2 separate regions of the Rattus norvegicus genome follow, and region 2 is linked to region 1. Evidence: chromatin contacts called from public Hi-C data. All regions are on one chromosome and are shown on one strand. Each heading gives the region's core, a stretch centred on a gene start, on an enhancer-like site or on the middle of the called end of the contact. The rest is flanking DNA. Distances are from core to core; before and after follow the strand shown.

Region 1 (7,173 bases), core at 3,554-6,053:
GGGACTGGCAGATCTTTTGAAACTTTAATGACCCAATGAGACACCTCCGACAAGACCATACCTCCTATCCTTCTGAAAGAGTGCAAGTAATTAGAGACCAAGCATTCAACATATGAGCCTATGGGGGCCCTTCTCGTTCAAACCACCACAGTGACCTTGAACTTTCTGATCCTCTTACTAAAACCTGGGTTCTAAAATTATAGGCGTGTGCTGCCACACCCAACTGTTTGCTTGCTGCCACCACCTTTTCCTCGTACTGACAGGGATTGCTGACCCCAGGGCCTCATTAAATGCTAAACAAGTGCTATGTTAACCCCTGGTCCATTTTTATTCAATTTCATTTTTTAAAAATACCTTATGCATATTTCACATAGTTATCTGATATAATTAAAAATAAATAAATGTTGTGGTACATAACTGTAATCCTAGCACTAGTGAAGTAGAGACAGAAGGATCTGGAGTTTGAGACCAGCTTGGACTGCGTGAAACATCCCTGTCTCAAAACCAACAATAATGACAAAAAAACCAAAAATGTCTTATGGCTAGCATTTTGGCCCTTAGCTTACTACCCCCCCCTCTTTCTCTCTCTTTAAAGATTTATTTTATATATGTAAGTACACTGTTGCTGTGTTGAATCCAATTACAGATGGCCATTAGCTGACATGTGGTTGCTGAGAATTGAACTCAGGACCTCTGGAACTGCTGAGCCATCTCTCTAGCCCCCCTTATCTTATTTTTCTATTGCTGTGACAAAACACTAAAAGCAACTGGAGGAGGAAAAGGTGTGTTTTACAGTTTATAATCCATCATTCAGTCCTGACAGAAGTCAAGACAGGGACCTGGAGGCAGGAACTGACATGGAGGAAGGCAGCTAACTGGCTTGGTCAGCTGGCTTTTTAAATATAATCTAGTACCACTTGCCTAGGGATGGCACCTCCCACAGTGGACTGGGCTCTTCCATCAATCATTAATCAAGAAGATGCCCCCATAGACTTGTCTACTGACCAATCGGATGGAGGTGTTTTCTCAGTTGATTTGCTCACTTTTCAGGCTGGAGAGATGACTCTAGAACTTAGAAGCACTGGCTGCTTTTTTTTTTTTTTTTTTGGTTCTTTTTTTTGGAGCTGGGGATCGAACCCAGGGCCTTGCGCTTCCTAGGCAAGCGCTCTACCACTGAGCTAAATCCCCAACCCCCATTGGCTGCTTTTTTAGAGGTCCCAAGTTCAATTCCCTATATCCACATGGTGGCTCATAACCATCTTGTGCCCTCTTCTGGCATGCAGGCATTCATGTGGGCAAAACATTATGTATATAACAAATCTTAGAATAAAGATTCTCACTTCTTAGATAACCATATCTTGTGTTAAGTTGAAAGAGAACTAAACAGTTTGAAAGGTGTATCTTCTTAGGCATCGGAGGGCACCTTTACTTTCTTCTTTCCTGGTCTTTATGTTCTAGAGGGTTCACGATTTCCTAAGAGTCAGCCGCATTTCAGAGACCTCATGAGGCCTCTTCCAGTGGTAAGTGTAGACAAAAGATAGTGCCATCCATCCACCAATTAGGTCTTTGTATGCATTTGCCTAGAACTAAGATGTGTAGTCAGCTTATGGGAAGGTTCCAAGTCTTAATTCAGGCTGGCAAGAGAAGACAGTTATTTGAAATAAAAATAATAAAAGGATGAGGGAGTAAAACAGGAACTACTTTTAGTAACAGTATATTTAAATCTCTGGCCCAACTAATAGCCAACGTTATAGGGAGAGGGCCTTGGACATTGAATAGTTATAGGGATGTCTCCCACATTCTTTCATTTGCGTGTGTGTGTGTGTGTGTGTGTGTGTGCAGTTACACCTGATCATGCTCACCATGAATATGTGGTGGCCAGAGGTAGGGTCTCTCAGTGGGTATGAGAGTGCACATCTTTAATCCCAGCTCTTGGGAAGGGAAGAAGAGGCAGGTGGATCTCTGAGTTCAAGACCAGTCAGGACTGTATATTATACCTTGCCAGAGAGAGAGAGAGAGAGGGAAGGGAAGGAGAGGTTTCTTGCTTTTGTTTTATTTATTGTTATTGCTTGCATGTATGTCGGTACCACTGTACTTGCCTGGTGCCTACAGAGGCCAGATGAGAGCATTGGATCCTCTGGAACTGGAGTTAGCTAGAATTAGCATATATATGCTGGAAATCAAACCAGGATCCACTGGGAAAGCAGTCAGTGCTCTTAACTGCTGAGTCATCTTTCCAGCCTCATATTTATTTATTATGTATTATATATTTACCTAGACTGGCTCAGAACTCTGTGTAGTTCAGATTGGCTTCAAACTGGTTTCAATCCTGCCTGAGTCTCCTGATTGCCAGGATTCCAAGTGATACAGACCCAGTTTTATTTTGGTGTGTATATGACAATCCTGTGTTGTCCAGGCTGGTTTCAAACTCTTTTTATAGCCAAAGATGGCCTTGTCCCTCCTCTCGACACCCCCAGGTGTTGGAATTATAGGTATGCACTACCAAACCTGGCTTGCTTGTGTACATGACTGAGAGTGTGCATTCATGCTATGGTGTTGGGAGTAGGAGACAACTCTGGTGTTGGTCTCAGCCTCCCACCCCCCAGACTCTTCCTCATGTTTGCATGGCAACTACTTATACCCACTGTATTATTTTCCCCCTTTTTATATTTTTATTTTGAGGCCAGGTATCAAGTATCTCAGACTGCCCTAGACTCCATATGTAGTTGAAGATGATCTTGAACTCCTGATATCCTGTCTCCACTTTCAGAATGGTGGATTGATAGGAGTCTGGGCTTCATGCATACTAACACTGCCAAATGGACTGCATCTCCAGCTCTAAATTTTAAAAAAACTGTTGTTTAGACCCACTTTTTTTTTTTTTTTTAAAGATTTAATATATATAAGTACACTGTAGCTGTCTTCAGTAACACCAGAAGAGGGCATCAGATCCCATTACAGATGGTTCTGAGCCACCATGTGGTTGCTGGGAATTGAACTCAGGACCTCTAGAAGAGCAGTCAGGTGTTCTTACATCTCTCCAGCCCCCTAGACCCACTTTTAACACAAGCTTTTCCACCAAGCCTCTCTTTGTGAAAACTGGGCAGATGGTTCATGTGTCACGGTGGCATTGTTTAGCCCTGATTGCTGCCAGTTGTATTTATCAACTGTTTGAATCAAGCTCTGTGGGAGACACACACTTGCAAGGGTGCTAAGTCTTTCAATAGAAGTGTTGGAGGACAAGGTGGACACATAGCACCTGAACTGCCACCAGGTGGCAGCACATAATTTATGTCTGAATGATTCTGAACAGGCCAAGAGAAGTGGGCTGGAGTTAAGTGCCTTCAGAGATTCTGTGCTATTAATTACTTTTCCTTAACCAATTCCCTATTTAAGTTATGCTTCTGTTCAAGGACAAATCACACAGCATTTAAAACAAAAAGATAATTTTATTAAACTCCACTCATGTTCAACCTCTTCTAATTTTATTTCCTACTATACATTTTCTTAAATTCAGTTGCCAGCAGGACCACCTTCATTCCGTTATTATTGTCAGTGCTGGGGATTGAACCCTGGACCACATGGTACATACTCTATCATTGCTTTCTGCCCCTAATCTTATTTTAATTATTTATGTCCCACATACTAAAGACTTCTGAAGGGAGATCCCTAAACCTTTTGGAATAATAAGGCTGTATCTATCTGCTCTTATTCTTGTATTGCAGTCTGCTCAGCTATAAGATTGTTTTGTTTTGTTTTGTTTTGTTTTGTTTTGTTTTGTTTTGTTTTTTCGGAGCTGGGGACCGAACCCAGGGCCTTGCGCTTCCTAGGTAAGCGTTCTACCACTGAGCTAAATCCCCAGCCCTCAGCTATAAGATTATGAACCCTTAAGATCCATGGGTACGGAAAGCGTGAGGAAATCTATACCTGATGAACAGTTGGATAGTACTTATTCCCTTCGAAGATCTTTCATAATTCTCCTTGTCAACCTAGCTGGTTATACCAATACTCTAAACCTTCTCTGAATTCAATCTCTTCCTTTGGCGTTTCATATATATTATCCTTATTGCTCTATCTCGAGTCGCTAGGAATTATGTGCTAATTTTTGCTTGTCAGTATACTGCGATCCTGCAGGACACTGCATTCAATCCTGCCGAACACCTTTTTTTTTTTTTTAAAGGTTTATTTATTATATGTAAGTACACTGTAGCTGTCAGAACAGGGCATAGGATCGTGTTACAGCAGATTGTGAGCCACCATGTGGTTGCTGGGATTTGAACTCCGGACCTCTAGAAGAACAGTCAATACTCTTAACCACTGAGCCATCTCTCCAGCCCCCTGCAGAACATCTTATTCAAAAGCGGCGCCAGTCTAGTGCTTGTTTAATTAGCTTAATTAATTACCAATCGCTTCTGTTTGGGGGTTTTGATTGGTCTCTCCGTGTCCTGCCCTCGGAGACTAGGTTTTCCCCGACAAGGTGAATTCTCTGCTCTAGGTTCCGCTTTTTCAACACACTGTGCCTTCTGTTTTTACCTCCACTCCCTTCCTATTGGTTCCCTTCATCTTATAAGAGTTGGCGCGGAGCGTTGCTGATTGGCTTTTCTGGACGCCCATTGTGCCCACCCTCGTACCACGTGGTATTCCTAACGTTAATTGGGTAACTCTACTAGCTCGTTTGTCAAAGATTGACGATTGATTGGCTACTCTGACGGAGGCCTGGGGAGGGGGCGGAGCTCACAGGGCCCCGCCCCCAGTCCCCTGCCCCCAGGCGTTTCAGACACTCACCGGCAGGGAGCCGAGAGTTTCCAGCTGCCTTCTCAGTCCCTGCGGTGATCCGCCTCCGGGCCCCGCCGAGCAGGCGGGGGAAAGCAGCCCAGACGGCAAGGCCATGGCAGTAGCCTCCTGCTCCTGCGCCGCTCCTGGCCCTAAGCAATCGCCGACTTCTGCGCGAGGGACCCCGGTCTCCTCCGCAGGCTAGACAGCCACGACCGGGAGCTGCTATGCTCGCTCTGGGCCGCTGCCTCCCTTGCCCTCCGGCCGGCGCAGACGCCCCCTCCGCCGCTCAGTTGTGCCTCAGGTAACATTGGGAGAGAGTGCCAGAGGACCGCAGCTCGGCATCCCTGCCGCGCGCTCAGCCTTGGCTCACGGGTCGCTGAGCACTGGACAATCCGGTGCCTTACTTGAGATTCTCAAAGAGTCAGGGGACTGTCTCTCGCCCCTCTCCTTCTTTCCTTTCCCTTCTCACTTCCCTCATGGTCCCGGGACAGTCCCCACCTCGTCTCAGAGGCCGAGAACTTACTGGAAGTTATACTCGAGTTGAGGTTGCGTCTGACCTTCCTCACTTGTGAAGTTGTGGAATCCTTCATGTTCCGCTCCCCTTCTGAGTGTGCCTCACTGGTCTCAGTACCCACGTCTCCCCGAGATCTGGATTCCCTCCGAAACGTGCTCATCTCTCCTAACCACCCTGACTCCTATCCTAAGAGACTTCTCCTTTTTATTTATTTAGTTTTTTGCCCTTCCTTTTGAAGACTTATCTAAACTACGATTCGGATTTAGCTGGAAATAAAATCCAGATTACTCGAATTGAAAAACTTCAATTTATACCTCTGAGAAAAACTTGTTAAAGAATTTGGACATTATTTGTAGGCACACGGAGCCATTGAAGGTTGTAAGCAGGAGCTTGATAAGGATTATCTCTGGAAAATGGGAAAGAAAGATTGAAAGTAGAACCGGAGAGCAGAAGGCCCAGGTAGGCAGGAAACTATTGTGCTTCTGTGGGCTAGAGAGGATGAATGGACTGGAATAGTTGTAGGAAAATGAAGAGAATGGCATGAAATTCCAAGAACTTTCAAAATAGAATTTGGAGGGTTTGTTGTTTTCTGCTTTTCTAAGTAAGGATTTCTCATTGGTTTATGATACGGGTTTGGTGATGTTAATGGAAACAATGTGAAGACGCAATTTTGAAGAGTGATAAGTTTGGTTGTGGACAAGTTCAATCTGAATTTTTCAAATAGAGGTGGAAAATTGGTCATAAAACTTGAGAAAGTTAAGCTCTAAAGACATAAATTGGAATTATATAGGAATACTTGAAACCTTAGTACCTCTTGGTAGTACTCCAGAAAGCTGAGAATCGGGCTGTAGACAGAGGCAGCATTGCTGAGGACAACAGACACTGAAGAGCTAGCTAGAGCAGAATGGCAGTATTACTGAAGCCAAAGGAAGGCAGTCTCCAGAAGGGAGGGGGTACCCAGGCGCCTCAGAGGACAAGTAGAAGAGGAGTGCAAAGCCAGTGTGTTTGGCCATTAGGAGGTGACTTATTTTCTTTCCAAGGCAGTTTTGATCATCTGGTGGTTGTGAAACTGTGGTCAGCGCATGGTTTTAGGAGTGAGTGGAAGGCAGCAGTGAGTAACATGCCTTTCTCCTTTCTCTTTCTGCTTGTTTGTTTCAGGTAGGATTGTGTAGTACAGGCCAGCCTGGAATTATGTATGTTATCACACTAGACTGGCCTTATTTTTATTGTGATCAGCTATCTGTAGATGAATCAGATTTCTCTGGAGGTTGAAGGAACTGTGCTGAGTTTCTGACGTGACCATTATGGGAGGGATCATCAGTGGGAAATAGCAGGGATTTTTTTTTTTTTTTTTTTTTTTTTTAGATTTACTTTTATTCTATGTGATGAGTGTGATTTTTCTGTTGGTTTGTTTTCAGACAGAATCTCAAGGTGTAGCCCTGACTGACTTGGAACTCACTATGTAGGTCATGCTGTATGGTGTATAAGTGTTTGCCTGTGTGTATATTTGTGCACCACATGTGTGATGGTGCCCAGAGGTCACAAAAGGGCAGTAGACTCCTGGGACTGAGGTGAAGATTGTCGTGACTGCCACGTGGGTGCTAGGACTTGAACCCAGGTTCTCTAGAAAAGCAAGCGCTTTAAACCACTGAGCATCTCCAGCACCAAGGATAAAGGACCTACCTGCCTACCTTCCTTCCTTTTTATATTCAGATCCACTTGCCTCTGCTGGAATTGAAAGGGTGTGCCACCACCAGATTCTACATTTTCTTCAACATCCTAAGAACAGGAAGACAAAAAACAAAACATCCCAAAAGATTGGGTTGATCCAAAACTGGAATTTGAAAACAGAACTATGAAAGGGGAGCCACTTTACAGACTGC
Region 2 (7,173 bases), core at 3,364-5,863, 280 kb after region 1:
ACCCAACACACAATAACAATAGTAAATATTACCAAAATTACAAATGAGAGCTGGGTGTGATGGGTATATCCATAATCCTAGCACTTTCAAGGCCAGCCTCAGCAACACAGTGAGGTTGAGGCTAACCTGGGCTACATGAGACTCTGTCTCAAAAAAGGGAGGCAGGGTCAGGGACTTAACTCAGTAGTAAAAAGCTTTCCCAGCAAGCACAAGGCTCTGGGTTGGGTCCTTAGTTTCAAGGAGTGTCCATGAGGGTTCAAATGGACAGCCACAAAAATAAAATTTAAATTTTAAAAATGTCCTGTTTTCTTAGAGTTTACATTGTGTGTATAGAATAGAGAGGGGAGACAGGTGTAATAAAACCATACATACATGATCACCCAGCCATTGCACATTGCGCAGAGAAAACCTTGTACACACATGTTGCACCCAGTTATTACCTCAGATGCATACAGGGCACAGGGATCCAGGTTCCCCTGCAGAGTCACTGTCTTTCCAACACGTTCCCTAGAAGCAGAGGCACCGCCACATTCTCACCACTGTACTGTTTGGGGATTTTACCCCCTCCACCTCAGCCTCTCCTGCCCACTTCTCCCTCACTCACCGGGCTTTCTTTGGAGCCACTGTCCAGTCAAGTCCAACTACCTCATAGCCAGCCTGGGCCAGCTCTTCCAGGGCAAAATGTCCATCCTTGGCAAAGATGATCTGAAGAGAAAGCAGATCTGACACTAAGGCTCTCTTGGGTGTGCTTCTGCTGCCCTCAAGTGGTGATTTCAGTCTCTGCAGGCTGAGAGCTGCACCCTTCACTCAGCCTGTCCCAGTCCTCACCATGGGCACTGGTGCCAGGCCCGCCTTCTGCAACCCAGCCTTCACTCGCTTGGCCACATCACGGATGTAAGGCAGTGCAAACTTGCTGAAGAGCTCGGAGCCAAGATGTCCTGCGTGGGACTCAAAGAGCTGCAATGCCTGTAAATAGGTGATAAGAAAAACACACAAAGAGGAAGCACCTCAGGCTCCACATACACGTGATGGCGTAATTCTCCTCAGGTGACTTTAAACCCTGACACATTCCCCGAGGCTAGGAGCTCAATTCCAGTCAACAAGTTTTGCCTTAAAGAAAAAAATAGAAGCCAGCAGTGGTTGTGCACACCAGCCAAAGATACACAAGAGAAACAAACAAACAAAAAAAAAGAAAAGAAGGAAGGAAGAAAGGGAAGAGAGACAGACAGGTAGTGGCACACACGACTTTAACCCCAGCACTTGGTTAAGAGACAGAAGCAGGTGGATCCAAAAAAAAAAAAAAAAAGTTTTACCTTCTCCAGATCCTAACAGCAACTTTACATTGCAAATACTCAGACCTTAAAGTCTGGCTGACAGCTTCAGGAAGGGCTAAGGATCTAAATGGTTCTCAACCTGTGGGTCACAACCCCTTTGGGGTGGATTGACCCTTTCACAAAGATCAGATATCCTACAAATCAGATGTTTACGATTCACAACAGAGCAAAGTTACAGCTATGAAGTAGCAACAAAGTAATTTTACAGTTGGGGTCACCACACCGTGAGGAACTGTATTAAAGGGTGACAGTATCAGGAAGATTGAGAACCACTTAGATACTCTAACCAGATCACTGGAGGAAAAGTAACACCCCTCATTTCTCCAGTTTAGGAAACCATTGCCTTGGATCCTCATAGACCAAGCTGCAACCTATTTGTCCCTAAGACTCACCTGAGCACCAGCAGCTACTTGTCCTATTAGATATGGGACCAGAGCATCAGTGAGTATGCCAAGCAGCTTGTGACTGGCCAGTGGCTTCTGATAGAGCCATCGCTTGGCCTGAGCCATGGTACTTGAACTGCCGCCTTCAACCATGTACGTCATCAGGGTCCACTGCAGAAAGATGCAGATGGCAGGACATAGAATTCTTTGTCTATTCCAGACCTAGCCTGATCTCTTCATGCTCCCGTCCACACCCCTGTGCCACATTACCGGAGCACCAGCAAAGCCAATCAGTGGCACACGTCCAGCCAGCTGTTGTCGGGTAAGGGTGATGGCTTGGAACACATAGCCTAACTCTGAAGCCACTGCTGCTGGATCCCGTAGACGCTCTAAGTCCCGCTCTTCTCTTAATGGCTCTGGAAAGCTGGGTCCTTTGCCAGGTACCATGGTCACCTCCATGCCCAGTGCCTTAAGGGGGATAAAATATCTGGGTACACAACCTGGAACTCAGAGGGAAGGGTTCTGTTCAACACATGCAACAAAGAAAAGGCTGAACCCCCTGTAAACTCCATTCCTAGTGTTTTCCTCTTCCCACTTCTGAAATTATCTTGAAACCTGATAGGACAGAGGATTTGCAATAAGTGCATTCCTCTCTCCCCCTTTTTTAAAGCCCACATTCCAGGATTAGGATTGAGTACCTGGGGTACAACAAGGATGTCAGAGAAAATTATAGCAGCATCCAGAGGAAACCTTCGCAGTGGCTGCAGGGAATAGCAAATAGGTTAGTAAGGCCACCCACTGAGGGCATAAACCCCACCCTCATTTGTGAGGCCCTCACCTGCAGAGTCAGTTCACAGCAAGCCTCAGGAGATCGACAGGTGCTGAAGAAGTCCTGGGCAGCCCTGGTTTCCCTAAACTCTACAAGAGGAGATGGAGAACAGGACTCAACCATGAGGTCTTCCAAAGTTACCATCTTCCCCTGAAGAATTTCACCAACTAGATTTTCAGGTTTTATCTAGACCACACCTTTACCCCTGACCTGGTAAGTAGCGGCCTGCTTGTCTCATGCACCAAACAGGAGTATAGTCTGTTTCCTCTCCCCAGGCTGCTCTCAAGAACGTGTCATTCTTCAGCTCCGGGAAATTCTGGAGTCTGCGGATGAGATGGAATGTACAGGTAGGAGTAAATGTCATTATGCTAGACCGTGGTTTGGGGAAGGCGTGGGTTCAGTCAGGCCGCTATCTGCCTCCTCCAGGCCTGCTTGCAAACCATGGCTCCCCACCCACAGCTCCTCCCCTCTATCAAGTTGCACACAAGTTTCCAGGAGAAGGGCCCCACTAGGGCCTCTTTCCTACACATTTGTCCACTTTCCCAAACTCAAAGAAACTGGAGGTACTAGGGAAGTGGAAAGAAAATCCAGTAAGGAAGTTTGGGGAAAGGGAGTTAATTTCAGGCAAGCTTCTGAAGCTGAGGTCCCCAAACCAAGAGAGAAAGGATCAAAGCTGATGGTCCCAGGTGCTAGTTAGTTCTGAGTCACCTAGAAAGGAAGTCTTGGAATGCAGTCCCGCAAAGTAGTCCGTGGAATGGAGATTGCGGGAAGAGGGGGGGGGGGGGGGCAGGGAACGAAAAGGTTCCGTTCCATGATTGGAAGATATGGAATCTCCGCGACTTGGGTTGGTGCTTGGAGATCTCCAGAAAAATAAGAGTTTAAGGACATATCCCTGAATTGGAAGACTCGGATCGGAAAGCAACGTAGCTACAGCGCGTGCAACAGAAAACTCACCCCAAGCCGTTCGCCTCCATGGTAAACAGTAACTGAGCGGTCACCGCTTTAATCTGAGTCTCCGCCCCTACAGTCCAGGCCCCGCCCCTTCCTGAAGAGAACCACGGGCGGCGCCATATTGAGAACCACGTGACCAGACCAGTGACAGCTGTGGGGCTGCCTTCCCCGCTGCCCGTAGGACCCCATCAATTTTTCACCGTAAAGTCCACTGTGGCGACGCAGTAACAAATGACCCAAAGGAAAATTTAAACTTTTCTCATCTGTGGTCTAGAAATACTGAAGACTTAGCACAGGCCTCGCTCTCACTCCCGTTCATAAGTCTAACAATGTTGTTTGGCAAATGAACGGTGCAGAAGGTTGTAAAGGAGCCGAAGATTTTAGAGTCCACATGTACATTACTAACCAATTTGTAGGAATGATAGAGTGCTGCTCAAGACAGGGACTGCTCTACCAATCGTTTAAACCAAAACTTGACAATCACATTTAAGTGGGCAATGATTATTAGTCTTCTGGAATTAGAAGCAACAAATAGCGTCCATCCAGAGTGATTTATACATTTCTGTCAGTGACTGAACATTTAGTCAGTCATGCGCCCCCTAAGACAGATAGTTGAGCAATTTTTATGAGATTTCTCAAGTCTGGTGTGGTAGCTCACGCTTTTAATCCCAGCAGTCGGATGGTAGAGGTGCGAGGATCTTTTAAGTTTGAGGTCAATCTGGTCTACAAAGTGAGTTCCAGTACAATCAAAGCTACACAGAGAAACCCTGTCTCAACAAAACAGTACAACACAACAAAAAGATTCCTTCAAATGTAATGTTTGTTAGGGACAGGGAGAGAAAAACATGAGGCCAAAGCATCAGAGTAGATGGAATAAAGGCTTGAACAAGGGTAGTAGCACTAGCTCTAGTTAGAGGATCGCGAGCTCGAGATCAGCCTGGGCTACATAATGAGACCTTACCTTAAGAATCTAGTTTTGAGTCTGATTTGATAAGCCAGGGTCAGGGCGGAAGGGGTGGTGAGGGGAGCGAGTCACAAAATAGGGACTATCAGAGTACACCTGACAAATTTGGTAGCAATAGGTTGTGCATTTAATCCAAAACATACGGTAAAGTAGGGTGTGAGGTGGGGCAGGGTGTGGTGGGAAGCTCTGCTTGCAGTCCCCGGGCTGCGGCGGGGCAGGGTTTCCCTGGACGAGTCTCACTTCACGGGCTTCACTATGGCCGGCCCGGGCCCCGGCGCAGCGCTTGAGTCCCCGCGACAGCTCCTGGGTCGCGTGCGCTTCCTGGCCGAGGCGGCGCGGAGCCTCCGGGCCGGGCTGCCACTGCCTGCGGCGCTGGCTTTCGTGCCGCGAGAGGTGCTCTACAAGCTTTACAAGGACCCAGCGGGACCCTCGCGCGTGCTGCTGCCTGTGTGGGAGGCAGAGGGCCTGGGACTTCGTGTGGGTGCTGCGGGCCCTGCCCCGGGCACAGGCTCGGGACCGCTGCGCGCCGCCCGTGACAGTATCGAGCTTCGGCGAGGCGCCTGCGTACGCACCACCGGCGAGGAGCTGTGCAACGGCCACGGGCTCTGGGTGAAGTTAACCAAGGTGCGCCCGGGCTGGCCGGGACCCCACAAAAGACCCCCTGGATCTAGCCAAAGCTCTGGTTGTTCCGCCCCCTTATCCCATAGTGAGCTGGCATTGCTTTCCGTGCTCTTTGCCCTGGGTTGGGCTGGGCGAGCAATTGAGCTGATTTCTGTCCCCTGACGGCTATCTCCATCTGGCGCGTCCCTGCAGGAGCAGCTGGCTGAACACCTGAGTGACTGTAGTTTGGACGAAGGCTGGCTTCTAGTGTGTCGCCCAGCGGAGGGCGGAGCCCGCCTTGTACCTATCGACACTCCAGACCACCTGCAACGGCAGCAGCAGCTATTTGGCGTGGACTACCGGCCGGTGCTCAGGTCCTGCAACTGAAGGAACGCGATTTGGCGTCTGGCGGATGCGGGGGGGGTGTGAGGGGAGGCGGGGTTGGAAACACAACCAAAATCTAAACCTTAGGTTGTGAGAGAGTTTTGGGTGGGAGTAAGAACTGGCAGAGATGAGACCTGAAGGAGGATGAGGCTTCTAGAGGCTTGGAGCTAGAACTCGAGAAGGCTCCAGATCCTAAGGTGGTTTCTGTTGCCTGTGCCTCCCTCCTCATTTACTCCACTCTGTGCCCCACAGATGGGAACAGGTGGTGGACCTGACGTACTCACATCGCCTGGGCTCCAGGCCTCAGCCAGCAGAGGCATACACAGAAGCTGTACAAAGACTACTGTGAGTTATCTGGAATGGGGTGGGAGAGGAGGGATCAGGGACTGAACCCAACTTAATTAGGGGTTTGGGTTGTTTAGCTATGTACCACCAACGTGGACATATGAGTGCGACGAAGACCTGATCCACTTCTTATATGACCACCTGGGCAAAGAAGATGAGAACCTGGGTAGCGTGAAGCAGTATGTGGAGAGCATAGATGTTTCTTCCTATACGGTGGGTGCTGGGACTCCTCCTGTGCCTAGATACAGTCACATCCCTCAGTGCTAGGTCCAGAACTCCTATCACCAAACTAGGACCACACCATCATCCCCATAGGCCATACTTAGTCCCACTACCCTTGGAACCCCTTTAAGGAACCCCAGACAGCTTTTCTACCCTACACCCACTCCAACTCTACTGTTTCTGTTCCCTAGCCCAAAACGCATGCCCAGTGTGATTCCACCTCTCCGCCCCTACCTTAGGAGGAGTTCAATGTATCCTGCCTGACAGATAGTAATGCAGATACCTACTGGGAGAGCGATGGGTCCCAGTGCCAACACTGGGTACGGCTTACCATGAAGAAAGGCACAATTGTCAAGTGAGTAGGCTCTGGGCGTGACAGGGTGGGTGAGCCATGTGCTATGGGTGCCTAGAGACTCACTCAGATACATACTCTGAGTCCTCAGGAAGCTGCTACTCACAGTGGATACCACAGATGACAACTTCATGCCGAAGCGGGTTGTGGTCTATGGGGGTGAAGGGGACAACCTGAAGAAGCTGAGTGACGTGAACATTGACGAGTGAGCAGGACTCCCTGGAGTGGGAGGTGGGACACGATGTTAACAGTGGGGCCATGCTCAGCTTGAATGGAGCCCTAGAAGTTCCTGAAGCCTGAGGCAGCAAATATCTGAACTGCTTTATGCCTGTCTCCTAGGACCCTGATCGGGGATGTCTGTGTATTAGAGGACATGACCGTCCACCTTCCAGTCATTGAGATCCGAATCGTTGAGTGTCGAGGTAGGGCTCAGGGCTATAAGGAGTCCCCGGGATGTGGGTGAGGACAGCCTGATAGCGTGGAGAGAAGGGAATGGATAGACTTGGAGTTAGGGTAAAGCTACGGCATCAGAGATAGTATACGGTGCTAGGTGTAAGCCAACCTTAAAGCCATAGAGGTAGTTGGGCTCATCTAGAAAGGAGCTGGTTGGGCTCCACAAGCATCCTAGCAGCATAGAGATGGAATGAGTGTGTGTGTGTGTGTGTGTGTGTGTGTGTGTGTGTGTGTGTGAATCACAGTAGAATCTCTGAAACTTCTGTGGCTGACAGTGACAGAATGCCCACTGTTGGGAGCCATTCCCAGGTCTGAGGGCCCAGCAAGCAGCAGGCACAGTAAATGGCCGTGTTCTG

Evidence for each region. A called contact is a pair of places that touch in the nucleus more often than the background predicts.
Region 2: a Hi-C map of the A7r5 cell line shows a contact between it and region 1, with 6 times the contacts expected there. The contact joins the promoter of Hectd3 here to the promoter of Tesk2 in region 1. A contact is called at or near these places in 10 of 12 Hi-C or Micro-C datasets (the A7r5 cell line, the Rat2 cell line, Schwann cells and 6 more) and 1 of 1 datasets of contacts at active chromatin or transcription factors (oligodendrocytes).

Annotation. Positions count from the first base shown.
Region 1 is chr5:135,416,881-135,424,053 of GRCr8, forward strand. Tesk2 (testis associated actin remodelling kinase 2) reads left to right here and starts at 4,804. Exons shown (of 11, transcript NM_133396.2): 1 at 4,804-5,077.
Region 2 is chr5:135,701,824-135,708,996 of GRCr8, forward strand. It overlaps Hectd3 (HECT domain E3 ubiquitin protein ligase 3), which reads left to right and starts at 4,614. Exons shown (of 21, transcript NM_001399212.1): 1 at 4,614-5,085; 2 at 5,275-5,435; 3 at 5,698-5,790; 4 at 5,868-6,003; 5 at 6,252-6,367; 6 at 6,456-6,569; 7 at 6,704-6,786. The coding sequence starts at 4,717. It overlaps Urod (uroporphyrinogen decarboxylase), which reads right to left and starts at 3,557. Exons shown (of 10, transcript NM_019209.1): 1 at 3,501-3,557; 2 at 2,757-2,869; 3 at 2,556-2,635; 4 at 2,416-2,478; 5 at 1,988-2,185; 6 at 1,727-1,888; 7 at 829-966; 8 at 605-705; 9 at 441-507. The coding sequence starts at 3,520.